Regions from separate parts of the Mus musculus genome. Here all the other regions are linked to region 1. Evidence: chromatin contacts called from public promoter capture Hi-C data. All regions are on one chromosome and are shown on one strand. Each heading gives the region's core, a stretch centred on a gene start, on an enhancer-like site or on the middle of the called end of the contact. The rest is flanking DNA. Distances are from core to core; before and after follow the strand shown.

Region 1 (4,331 bases), core at 923-3,422:
GTGACAGTGTTTGCCGGGTATGTTCATCAAACACTGCCCAGGCCTTGTGCCCAGGCCCTCATACTTCCAGCTACTCTATGCTGCCTGGCAGCTCAGCAGCTATTTGGTGTCTTTGCTAGGCAGACAAGGAGACCAAGGATCCCAGGACCAAGTCTACGGAACTGGGGTTCCACCCCAGACCTCCCTTCCCTGGAAGATCAACTCCCCGCAGGTGCTTGGGTAGAAAGGGAGCCCTAACAGGTTCAGCCCAAGCAAGGGGCCTTCCACAGCCCCTTGTGAGCCCAACAGGATCTGAAGCACTCTACGTGTTCATTCAATAAGGCAGCAAGCCAGGTCGGACCCAGACATCTGAGCAGCCTCATGATGGCGTGGGGTTGGGGTGAGGGAGGGCATAACCCTGGGGGAGAGGAAGAGGAATGAAAGAGGCAAGATTATAGCCGGGCCACAAGCCACAGCCAAAAACAGAGAATGCCTAAGAAAAGGCACTCAAACCTGCTCCCCACCCCTGGCTGAAGAGGCACAAAAGCATCCACCCATCATGGACAGGGTTAGACGGAAGAGCATATGGAAGGTTCTGGAAGGGTCAGGCTGGGGGGCAGGGTAGCTTCAAGCAGTCATGGTGGTTGCAGCTTCCTTCGGCAAGAGGGAAACTGAATCTCTGGGAGACTAAGAAAACCACTCCAAAACCACACAGCACAAGGCCAGCCTCGGGCAGAGTGAGTACAGCCCAAGAATCTCAGAGTCCCAGGCACTGTCCCCCTGAGGCTCACCCACGTATGCCCTTCGCAACCACCAGACGTTCATCTCCCTGACTCATATATGTCTCCGCTGAGGCCCTGAAAAGGTCTGTCATCCCACAGACCCAGGCTGCTCTAACTGGGTCACCTGATTTCCAGTACAGTGGTGATGCTGACGGAGGAGGAGGGTCAGCCATGAGTGACAGTCGTGTCACACTCCCTGCGTCAGACTGACCCACACATGTCACAGAGAGGTCTCACAGCACAAGAGCAGGTTCTGTGACTGACTGCTCCTTCCCTATGGGAAGATCAGGGCCTAAAGCAGCCTGTTTCCCAGGATAAAGGTTCCAGTGCTGGGGCAGTCCAAGGCCTCACAGGTCTGTGAGGTACAGGGTCGACTGAGGGAGGACGGACGGCAAGCAAGAGCTTGTCTGTCAGATCTGGTGGCCTTTGACCTCAGAGATCCTTTCTCTGGCCACCTCTCCAGAGACACACACATTCACAAAGACACACACACACACACACACACACACACACACACCACTGTTCACCTCTTGCTGTTCAGTTCAGCTGAGGAGTGTGTGAAAGAAAGGGGACCTTCAAAGGTAGTTCTGCCTTCCTCAGCCACCCACCTTGGCCCTGAAGTACTGTAAACACAGCTAACGGTGGGAAGCTCCTACCTCAGGCAGCCTCGGAGACGGAGCCCCATGCCTGGCGATGTCCTTAACCTCTCTAGCCACTCGGTAATGTCAGAGACAAATCTAAGCTAGAACTCTACCTCTGACCTCCAGCCTAGGGCCCTCAGAAACCTGTCAATCAACATAGCTGACTGGACAGCCAGGTCCCAGGGGGAGATTCCTTCTCTCTTTCTCACTAAGGAGAATTCTCCAGGCTGAGATGAACTCCACAGGCGTCAGCGTTGAATCCCACCTGTCCCATACACGCCATGCCACCTCCCAATACTGACGAGCTACAAATCTTTTCCTCCACCCTTCTGGGCTAAGACATCCCCACACAGGATCCAGGGAAGTCCCTCCTAGCGAAAATGGCACACAGCTTCCCACAGAGTAGACTGGGAAGAAGCCACTGTGCCCTGACATTGGAAGGGGTTTATTCTTAAAGGAGAAACCATGACAGCCAGGCTACCCCCTTCCCCAGGGAATCCTAAGACAAGGTTAATCATCAAAGCCCAGATACAAACTACAAAGGGAACCAAGTTAGAGATGAGCGCCCCCTCCCAGCTCCCTGTCCCTTGGGAGGACCAGCAAGAGGTAGTGGGGTGCCCAGGGCTCCCAGGGGACCACACAGGGGCATCACCTGGCTGCAACATGGAGTTGTGTCGAGATGTTCCCTGCAGTCCTGCTGGAGGTTGGGTCCACGGCCATCTCCTGCTCCGCAGCTTAGGTAGCAGACAACAGCTAGGCCAGCAACAGACTGAAACCCAAGGCGAGCCCACTTCCTGTATAGAGGATGAGGGGCAAGGCCCAATGGGAGGTGGAGAGATGGGGGGTGATGAGGTAGCCTGAAACTCCACACACACCTAGCACTGATAAGATCTCCTCCTACGCCCAGGGGCAGCCACTGAATGTGGTGGCACACACGCTCACACAGTTACTGTGGTACAGGGACCTAGCTATGCACAGAACCTGAGGGGGCAGGCCCTTCTTTGCCTACTCTTCCCCGCTACATCTCACACATGCCACCCTAACACCATCGACTTCTGCTCACGCATGAGCACACACGCGCATGCACACACACACACACACACACACACACACACACACACACACATACATATGCTCACACCCTAACACCAAAGCCACCCACAGACACATCATCCCTCTAGGACCTAGAGTCTAGGTGTCCTCTTTGCTGATCTCCATTTTAGCCATCCCCCAGCCCCCGCTACATGCTGCCCTTTACTTCAGTCTCTGAGATGCCCTTTATTTAGGCTAGCATTCAAAGGTGACTGACTGGTTTTAAGGCTTGATAAGCAGTTTGATGGCCAATGAGTGGCCCTCCTATCACTTTCTTCCTTTCCGAGTTGTAAGTTCTAATCCTTCCTCTCTCGGTGAGATAGGGTGGCAGGGTTCAGTTCACGGCTTTTATTTTTAACAATGAAGTCACGAATTTCTCCGTAAATGAATGGGTGTTTATTTACATATTGTATCACAGGACCAGGGACTCCCCGTTTCTATCTCCCCTTCATCTTGGTTTTAATGCCAGGCTTGGGGAAATATGACAAGCTTCTGCCCTCTTGTGAAAAGAAGGGAGTTGTAAGAATTCTGTTCTCTGGACATAACAGCCATTACCATCTTCATCGGGGCAGCTGTAACTGCCACAAGAGAGCCACACGATTGGACCTGCTGATGTTCATCCCCTCACAAGAAGGGAAGAGAAGTAACAGGAACCCCTCCCCTGAGGTCCAGCTTTAGCGATGTGTAACTGAACTCAGGGGTACTTACACACTAGAGAGGATAGGTTAGCCAAAGAAGAAGTGACTCCATCTATACAACTATGGGGATGCCATCATCCATGCTCAGCTGTGACTTCCCAGTAACATAGTTGCTTGGGGGGGTGGTCACCCAAACTGATGTAAGCAACCCCTTACTCCATAAATGTGCACAAGAAACTCACTAGCTCACCAAGCTAGACTTCAGTGGAGCTGTTTCTTGCTCTGTCGTTGGTGCCCTGTCTGGGATATGGAGGGACGTATGCACACACACAAAATCCCCAGGACTCTGGGGATGCTGGAGAGTGAAATCAAGAACCCTAAAAAGAGAATTGAGACAAGCCAGGAAAGGAGGTATGTGGGCTGCCATTGCTAGGGAGAGTCACCCCGGCTGTGTGACCTGGACTTGCTGAACTTCAGTTCACAAATCTGTAAAATGGGATTACTATTTTAGTTTCATTGAGGTGACAAAATTCCCAGGCAAAATCAGCTTAAAGGAGGAAAGATTTCTTGTGGCTTTTGGGTGGCCCGGCCCCTGGTGTCTTAGATCTGCCACAGTGAAACACCATGATAAGAGAACAAAGCTGCTCCCTGACTTGTCAAGCAGGAAGTGGGGAAAGGGGAGAAGGCTGAGGACAGGATATGTGTCCAAGGCATGTTCCCAGAGACCTACCTCCTCCAACTACTTCCCACCTCCTATCAGCCCACCAAGCTACAGACTCATCCCTGGACCCATGGCATCCGCATGGCCGCATCCTTATAGCTATATCAGGGCTCCAGACTTCCTGCAGAGGAGCTGTCTGGGGTAGGGTGGGAGAACCTCATAGACAGACTGGAATAGGGTCTTATCAGTTCTTGCCTGAGCCTGGGGTGAGGACTGACACACAGGAAGGTATCCATGAAGACTTGGGATAAAAGCCAGTTCTCCTTGACAGGGCGTGAATGTGCCCCTAAATGTTCATGCATTAGAAATCCAAGCCCCCTAAATTCTTATATTGATTGTCTGTGAGAGCAGAAATCTCAGAGGCCATTAGGGTGGGGGTGAAGGCATGAAGGTGGCTTCCTACAATGGCACTGATGTGGAAGAGAAACAGGAGCCAACATGGCGCTCCCTCCAGCCATGTGACGCCTTTGACCTGTGC
Region 2 (4,331 bases), core at 805-3,304, 350 kb after region 1:
ATCCATAGTAAGATGTTGTCTCAACAAACAAAGCAAAGACTGCAAACACACCCTCAGGTATGGTAAATGCCTGCCCTGGAGCTAGGCCCATTTTAAAGAGATGTCTACCCTGTGCTCACAGCTAGCCTGGCACTCTGGGTCTTTGACACAGAGCCAATTATTCTGAGTTGCTCCAGGAACCCTGACTGGAGGGATAAGTCGTTTTCCAGCCAGCCAGAACACCTTTGAGAGGGAAAGTAAGGGCTATTGCTAATCACACTGGGGCACTGGTGCTCCCTACAAACAGGAAATGCGGCCATCCTGCCAAAGGAGGAGGCCATGGACAAGTCACTTCACTCTTTCTGCAAAACAGACCCGATGACAGGATTGTCCCCATGGAGCTGTCACGGAGATTAAATGTGATTACACGTGGTATGCGTTAGGTGCGCAATAAAAGCTGAGCGATTTTTAATTGCACCTATGCACGCACATATGCACGCACAGACACCTGACCATAGTTAAATACCCAGGCCCTGCCCGGCCCAGTTCTCTCCCACAGTGTTCCATGAGTTTCTGTGCCTCTGAGTCTTTGGGACACTGTCCCCAATTTCCCTGGGTGGCCCTGGGGGGAAAGATCTGGAACTGCTGTATCTCAGTCTTCTCTGCCTGCCACTGGTGTTCTCTGGGCCTCAGTTTCTCCATCTGTCCATCTGGGAAAAAATGATCCACCCCCTGTCGGCTAGCGTGAGGGTTTAGAGTGCCAACCCTGAAGCACAGCATTCTGTGAGGGAGGAGTAAGAGCTTGTCCTGTCCTGTCCCCCTCGGTCCTTAGGGCTCCTCACCCCTGCAGGGACAGTACCGCCCAGCTCCATCCCTGCCTCTGAGCTCAAAGCCTTTGCCCACAGTCTGTCCAGTGTGAACTTCCTAGGCCCTCTGCATCTCTATTTAAAACTTAACCTGGCTTCCTGCTCCTTTAGGGAACCTTGCTCAATACCCCACTCCCAGACTACCTTAGGGACATGTACTGCCACACACAGCCCCCAGGATTCCTGTCTGTCTGTCGTCACAGAAAAATCAGAGGGTACACGGATGGAGGGGCCTAGGATCTGTCTTCTTGAGCATGGCTGGCTTTGTGCCTTCTTTGAAGTAGTGGGGGCCTCACTAAAGGTTTCTAAGGTGTGACCTCATTTACCTGTTCAGCAACTCTCTTAGTTGTTAGAGCGGAGAACAGAAGATAATGTAATATCTGATGTCTGCTTTGATAACTCCACTATAGTAGGGGTATGTGTGTGTGTGTGTGTGTGTGTGTGTGTGTGTGTGTGTGTGTTTCTGGGAACAGAACTTCCATCCTCTGGAAGAGCATAAAGCACTCTTAACTGCTGAGCCCTGTCTCCGGCCCCATGGGGAAACTGAGACACTTGAAAGGCAAGGAGGAACAAGGGCCATCCCAGCTTAAGGGTCCATGAGATTATCACAGGTTACCCTACACCCCTCTACATAGTGGTCAGCTGTAAAGGCCTCTTCCCCAGAGCAGCTAAATATTCTGCTGGCACCCGACGGGGCTTGTATTGGGTTGCCAGGAATGGGGAATGGAGAAAATGGGAAAGAGTGAATGCCCCACATTTAAAAAAAAAAGAAAGAAAGAAAGAAAGAAAGAAAGAAAGAAAGAAAGAAAGAAAGAAAGAAAGAAAGAAAGAAAAAAATTCCAGCGAGTCTTCTGGTCAGTTCCTCCCGCCCCAGCAAGGAAAGGCTGGAGGCCCAGGACAGGGCTGTCAATCCTGGACTCCCCGAGGTCATCTAAGGAGCAGTGGGCAGCAAAGAGTCCCAGTGGCCTCCTCCAGGCAGTCCGGGCTCAAGACAGAGCGAACATTCCCGAGGTCGCCCCGCCTAGGGGTGGTGGGCAGGGGCCTGGCCTGGCTTGGCATCCCTGCCGCGCCACTGCAGCGCTCGCGGCGTGGCCAGCCAGCCCGGGAGGGGGCGCGGCCGCCGCGGGCGGAGCAGGGGCGGAGGGAGCCCGCAGCCCGCCCCCGCCCCGGGATCTGGCGGCCGAGCCCGCGGCCAGGGCGGCGCAGACCGGCCCAGCGACTCTCGGGTAGCGCTGGGACGCGCCGCCGCCGCGCCCGCCCCTGGACCCCCCGGGCTCGACGACACGAGGTAATCGTGGGCGCGGGCCGGGGGAGTGCGTACAGTCCTGGGCGCGGAGGGTGCGCGGGGCCAATCCGTAGGAGGCTGGAAAGTTCAGACTTCTCGGGTGGTTTTGTCACGTTGCGGGACGGCTCAGGGCACCAAAACCGAAGGGTAACGCAGTATACTGGGACGCGAGCAGAGGTGCCCAGGGCCGTCTGCCGCGTTCCTGCGCGGGCAGCGGAAGGGAAGGGACCCCAGGGCCTCTCGGCGACGCCAGCGCGGGAGCGGGAAGCTGGGGGGTGGGGGGGACGGACGATGGGGACAGGGCACCCTGCCCCCTCCCCAGCTGCATTCCAGGCTGGAGCAGCGGATGAGGTCATCCCGTCCGGTTCCCTTCTGGCCACGGCAGCCGCTGCCCTCTGCCCGCGCCGGACGGGAGCGAGAGACTCTCCCAAAGTCTCTCTTATGAGGTTCCCAGAAGGGAATGTTTCCTGGTTGAAGTTTTTCCTGGACTTCCCATCCCAACTGATTGTGCCCTTGTCCCAACTCGCCAAGTTTGAAGGCCGTTTTTCTACACTGGGAAACTGAGGCTGAGAGAGCACAGCGGTGGAGGGGGGGACTGCCTAGCTTTAACTTGGGGTGCTGGGGCAAGAAGACGTCTTAGTCGGTAGTGTCACACACAATTTAATACCGCCACCACTTGGGAAACTGAGGCAGGACGGTCACAATTTCGAGGTCAGCCTGGGAGATATATAGCAAGACCTTTTCAACAACACACACGTCTTTCCTCCCACTTTCCAGTGGTTCCCTTCTGTCCTACCGGCTCAACGAAGTTCAGAGAAGTCTGATCTGGGACAGTGACTCTGGGCAGTTTGTCTTAGTTTCCCTGTCTTCCACCCCAAAGTGCTGGACTTTGAGGGGATGTCCCTGGAGGACTTCTAATCTCAAATGTCACAAATTGGGGAAAATAGGAAGCAACAAAATCCCGCGGTTTCAGTGTTGCTATCTATCAAAGAGCCACTGTACCCACACTTCCCCTCCGGCGCCCCCAGCAGGCTGTCCGGGAGGTGGGGCTCTGCACACCTGCCTGAGGGTGTGTCTGGGTACTCCAAGGAGCAGCGCTTCTGCTCTTCTGCTCTGCTCCCTCTCTTTCCCCACCATCGGAGTGGCTTCTCTTACCCCACTTCCTTGCCTCCACATCCACCCCGTTGGCCTCTGAGTGAGTGGAGCCGGCCAATGCCCCAAAACTTGTCCCTGTGGTCATTACTACTGAGGGAGCCCTGGCCACGTGCCCAGACCATTGCACAGTAAATATAAGAGTTCTGTGGGGGTACTAAGCCTCACTGTGGCCACTCATGCCCTGGTCCCGGATGCCGAAGTGCAGAGCCTGAGTCCCGTTCCTCTCATGCTAGCTTCTCCTTAGCTACCACCTTCTCTCAGAGGGCAAGGCCATTCTGCCAGTGTTGGTAAAATGTCAGCTCCAGGGTTCACGCTGTTTTTGTTCTGTGATCTGGGTCTCTTCCCCCAACCCCCATGTAAAATGGGAGCCGGGAACCTTTACAGGGGCGATTGCCTGGGCCTTTGAGACACGAAAGGTTCCAGTACCTTAGATCCGGGTCAGGCAGAGCGACCGACCTAAAGGCCAGCAACTGTCTGTGGTTAGCACCACGGGGTAGGTAGGTGGCTGGAATGAAATATGTCCCTTACTCATGAAATGTTGGATTTGAACCCAGGCCTGCCCCACTCCAGGATGGGAGAAGTTTCTCCATCTTCTACCCCCTCCTCCCTTCTCTGGCAGAGGCTCTTAGACCTGCTTTCTCCATGTGAAGACAGAAACAGTAGCTGAAGTTGAGCCAGGATGCTCTGCCTCAGTAGATGGGTGTAGAGGATGCTATCTAGAGGTGCCCAGAGGCATTTGGGAGGTGGCTTCATCACATGGTTAGTCAAGGAGTGATATGGGGACAGGACCCCTCTCCCTGGAAGACACTCAGAAGTTAGAGGATCTGGTGGGGGAGGGTATCTACCACGTTTACACGGTAGGCACAGTGGACCCTTCCACGTGCCATTTTGCTGAGTGAGCCCTACGCTACTCCACAACTCCTTTCTCCACAGACTAGTTTTTATAGGGCTGGGAAACCTGGCCGGCGTTTACCTGCCACGGGACCTGGGTGAGTCTGTTCCCCAGGCCGTGTCAGCCTTCTTTGTAGCCTGAGCCAGCCTTCCAG
Region 3 (4,331 bases), core at 693-3,192, 290 kb before region 1:
ATTAAATTATTAAGTAACTCCATTCCATTAGCGATATTAAGTGGCTATAATTTAACCTAGTTAGCTGCACTCCAGGCTGAGGGATTGACCCTCCCGGAAGCAGGAAGTATCTTTCCCTGGTGCCCGGGACAAAGCAAAGCCCGCTTGCTAGGAGGGGTGGCTGGGAACTTTGGGTGCTATCACCAGGTTCATCCCCGCCCTGCTCCCCGCCCCATCCTCAATTTACCCCAGCTCATCCTCCTCAATGAAGCCACTTTTGTCTTTGTCCAGAATATGGAACACCTTCTTCACCTCATCCGGGTTCTTTTTCTTCAGGCCCACCATCTGGAAGAACTTTTTGTGGTCGAAGGAGTCTGCAGCTGTTGGGGGTTGAGGGGGAAGAGGAGGTTAAAGAAGGACAGGGGAGAGGCACCGGGAAAGTCAGGGAAAGAGATGTTGTACCATTTATTAAAGGGTACCTGCATGGTTGTGGGGAACAGGAGGACAGAGGGAGCCCAGCTAGGAAAGGATGCTTTGCCCAAGGTCGACCCTTCTTGGTTCCCCCATACACACACTGATGAGCCACAGGGAGACTGTCAGCCTCCTGAGAACTGTATTTCTATGAAGCCTTTTGGGTGAGGGCTGGGTGGGCTGTGCACAGGCATGCGATGGATGCTAGCTAGGATGGATGGAAAGGCGGCTTTCTCTCATTGGCTACATACTGTGATCAGAAAGATCAACTCTGTGAGGACATAGTTCTGTCAAGGTCACATCATGGGAGGGGGAGGGGAGGACCCAGAAGTCCTGCACAGATTCTGAGACCCATCCCAGTGGTTGGGGGTGGGATGAAGGACTTCTAAGAACTCAGCTGAGTTTCATACTCAGGGTGACAAGGTGGCTCAAGGCACTGTGAATGGGTTATCATAGTGCTCCAGGGGGAGGTGGGGGGCTTCTTGGAGCTTCCTGTATGTGTCTGGAGGAGAAGGAAGCTATATAAAAAGCAGATAGATGTCCCTCTCTGTCCAGAAACTCTTAAGAACTATGGTCTCCCCTCAGCCCAGAGTTGGAGGGAAAAAAAGTTGCTTTGTCTTTTTACACACCAAGGTGGGGCACTGAGACCTGAGGCCACCTCAGATCTCATTCTTCCTGTGCTGGACTGGGTGACCTTGTACAGCTTGAATCTTATCCCAGCCTCAGTTTCCCTCCCTGGGTGACAGAGGAAGAACATCTAAGCTAGAGGAAAGAGATCACACAGCCGAGTGGGTACCCCTCTCTTGGACTACCTAAAAGGATTAGATGCTGGGGGTACAGATGGGGAGCTGCAGCGGGCTGGGCAGGGCTGGGTGCCTGATGCAGAAAGGTCACTGTGCCCTTATGTCTGTCCTGGGAGGGGATCTCCACTAATGGGCTACCTTCCAGGAAAAGTCTTGTTGGGAATGGGGGCCAAGGAAAGGGGTCTCTTGAAGAGAAAGCCCAGGCTTGCAGACCCTTCTACACTTCTCAGAGGAGGATGTCTGGGTCCTTGCTTCTTCCTCCCTGGTCTTCGCACTTGGTCCTGGACCCCCCCACAAGTTCTCCCGGAGAGGCCACTCTTCTGAGCCCTCAACTTTGTGAGACTCAGTCAGGGAGCACAGTCCGTGCAGCTCTTGGAAAGCATAGGACCAAGGAGCTAACCCCCTAGGATGGAGACCCGATGCGTGAGGGAAGAAACTGGGGAGGCTTCGCAGAGGGATGAGGGGTGCCCCAGAAGCGGGAAGAGGGCAAGGGGACAGGGCCAGGCGCGGGGAGTGGGGTGGGGGTGCATTGCTCACCAGCAAAGGCTCCTATCGCCTTCTTGATGTCCTCAGCGCTGAGCACGTCTGTCATCGACATCCTGCAACTGTTTGAGCGGGCAGAGCAAGTGCGAAAAGATTAAAAAGTGTTCTCCTCATCCTTTCTGCTCATATGACCAGCGCTGCAGTGTCGCGCGCCAGGCGCACGCCCGCTCGGCCTGGCTCCGCGCCAGGGGGCGCCCGGCTCAGCGCACAGCTCAGCAGCTCAGTCCCGCCGCACCGCCAAGCTGAGCGGGCCACATGCCCATGGGGTCCGGGCATTCAGGAGGCTCGCCCAGGACCCCGCCGCCAGGGGCCATCTCCTGATCTAAAGGGCCACCAGCAGAGACTGGAGCGTTCTGCCGCTGTCAAGGGCATACGGGAGGCAGAGAGGCTCCGATCTGGGCATCTCGGACAATGTCCTCTCGCGTGGGGAAAAAATGATGCTGACCAGCCTCCACCCCGATGTGGCCCCTGGGCTATGCACTCTGTCTCTCCACGCCTCCAGTACCCTCTTGTCTTCTGTCCTGGATGCAAATTTATGCCGCGAAAAATCTGAATGTTAAGAACTTGAAACCTGAGCCACAGGACCCAGGGAGGAGGTTGTTGGACTATCAGAGCTCCTCTGTGCAGAGGCTCTCTGTCTGGGCTCCATCCCTCCCTCACCTGACCACATTCTGAAACTTGATTTGGTTTCTGCGAGGAAGAAGGCACCAGTTTATCTGTCAGAAGACCCTTTTGGGCACCAGTTTATCTGCCAGAAGACTCTTTTTCTCACACTTTCTAGTCTCCAGGGCCAGACACAGCTGAGTTGTGTTTCATCTAATTCCCATTAGGGAGGCTAAGGTGAGAGAGGCCCCACAGCATAGCTATCTACCTTTCAAGTTGGTCATATTTGGGGGATAAGGGATAGTACCATCAGACCATACTTTTTGATTACCATGTTTTGTGATCAGAGTATCACCTCTGGGAAACAGGACATTTTTCATCTCACGGGACCAGAGTACAAGGCTGCCATCTTCCCTCAGGTCTCCCAAAGTTTCAGACTGTGGCTAGCAGCCTTCGAAGTGTATATGAGCACTAGACATACACATAGAGTTCTGAATGTGAGTCACGCTGAATCCCCCCATGACCTTGAGCTATAACCTTTCTCTCTGGTCATGTGTTGTGTTAAAGATGGGAGGATCACTGTGTGGGACCTGAGGCAGGTGGGCAGCGTCTGGGGTGATGATGATACTGGGGACCAAGGGACAGCTTCCCAGCTGCCCAGTAGCTCAAGTTGCCTGACAACTTGCTGTCAACACTGTCTCCCCTAGCTGAGCCCTGGAAGGCTGCCCTTCCTGGAAACCTTAGGAGTGCCTGGCTCCAGCTGCCCCCTCCTGGTGAGTCAGCGTCTTTGGGCCACAGCTTGCCAGCTGGCTTCCAAGGCTCCTAGGCTACAGCCCCTGACTTCATAGCTCTGGGCATGAGGCCCACTTCAGACCCCCCAGCTGTCCTGCACCCTTCAGCTGCTTTAGCTCCTATGTCTCCTGCCTCAGTTGACTTAGTGGCCTCAGCCTCTACCCCTTGTTCCCAGCTGGACTGCCAGTTCCAGTGTGCCAGGCTTCTGTGTTGACAGTTCAATGTCTGGGCTCTCTTTATACTGTGGCCCCAGTTACAGCATCTGTTTCTCCAACTGGAGACCCTTGTGCTATAGTGAGCCTGGAGTCTCTAAATGCCCGAAGACCCATCCATATGGAGGCAGAGGCAGAGCAGGGTCAGCTTATTGGTGTGACTTAGTGTGCTGTAAACCTCTTAGATATCCTTTCTCATGCCCCAACCTCAGTCCTACAGTGCGTCTGAGCCACATACTGGCTCTTATGGTAAAGGTTCTCACCATTCCCCTTGCTCCTCCCTCTGCTGCTGAGTCCCCTCACTGGGACATCCTCAGCGAAGCATGCATGTTGTTGGCTTAGCCAATCAACTCCTCACCCAAGTGCTTGCCTCTCACCCTCTGCCTTCTGCTCCCCTGATAGAACCAATAGACCTCCACAGACATATGGCTCTACCTCTCAGCTCCATCTGAGGGACAGCTGAGGTCCATCCTTGGGGGCAAGTATTTATTCAGGCTACCCAAGAAGCTCGGAGAGAACTCAGGGATCCCGTACTCCACAACCTCCATTTTGATTCTAGAGAAATGGCAGCCTGGCTGTCCTTTTCAATTGGCCTGATTCCACCTTCTCCATCCTCCAACCTCAGAGGCTACCGCTTACCTTGGATGAGCAGAGGCCGGAGCCTATACAGAAAAGCTGGGCTGGTGGGAGATCCTGTTGGGAAATGAGACTCGTGGTGGGACAGCCACTTAAATAGTCTACAGCCCTGGCTATTTTGGGAGGTGGCGCTCCCCCAGCCCCTGGCCCCCTCCCCTTCCGGTGTCAGGTACTCCCCAGCCACGGTGCTGAGTGTCTGTATCACATTCACCCCCATCCAGGCCTATTGAGCCAGGCCTATTAATAACCCTTGGCCTCTACCTCCCTACAGCACCCAGCACTAAGGTCCAAG

Evidence for each region. Promoter capture Hi-C pulls out the DNA fragments that hold promoters and counts their contacts.
Region 2: a promoter capture Hi-C map of the C10 cell line shows a contact between it and region 1. The contact joins the promoter of Cdc42ep1 here to the promoter of Il2rb in region 1. A contact is called at or near these places in 3 of 39 promoter capture datasets (the C10 cell line, the SN4741 cell line and hippocampal neurons) and 1 of 115 datasets of contacts at active chromatin or transcription factors (memory CD8 T cells).
Region 3: a contact with region 1 is called in a promoter capture Hi-C map of liver. The contact joins the promoter of Pvalb here to the promoter of Il2rb in region 1. A contact is called at or near these places in 8 of 39 promoter capture datasets (the C10 cell line, the HPC-7 cell line, cranial neural crest and 5 more), 1 of 484 Hi-C or Micro-C datasets (bone marrow-derived macrophages) and 2 of 9 other capture datasets (adipose tissue and liver).

Annotation. Positions count from the first base shown.
Region 1 is chr15:78,492,894-78,497,224 of GRCm38.p6, forward strand. It overlaps Il2rb (interleukin 2 receptor, beta chain), which reads right to left and starts at 2,173. Exons shown (of 10, transcript NM_008368.4): 1 at 2,055-2,173.
Region 2 is chr15:78,840,593-78,844,923 of GRCm38.p6, forward strand. It overlaps Cdc42ep1 (CDC42 effector protein (Rho GTPase binding) 1), which reads left to right and starts at 2,055. Exons shown (of 3, transcript NM_027219.3): 1 at 2,055-2,133.
Region 3 is chr15:78,202,295-78,206,625 of GRCm38.p6, forward strand. Pvalb (parvalbumin) reads right to left here and starts at 1,943. Exons shown (of 4, transcript NM_001330686.1): 1 at 1,791-1,943; 2 at 227-359. The coding sequence starts at 1,851.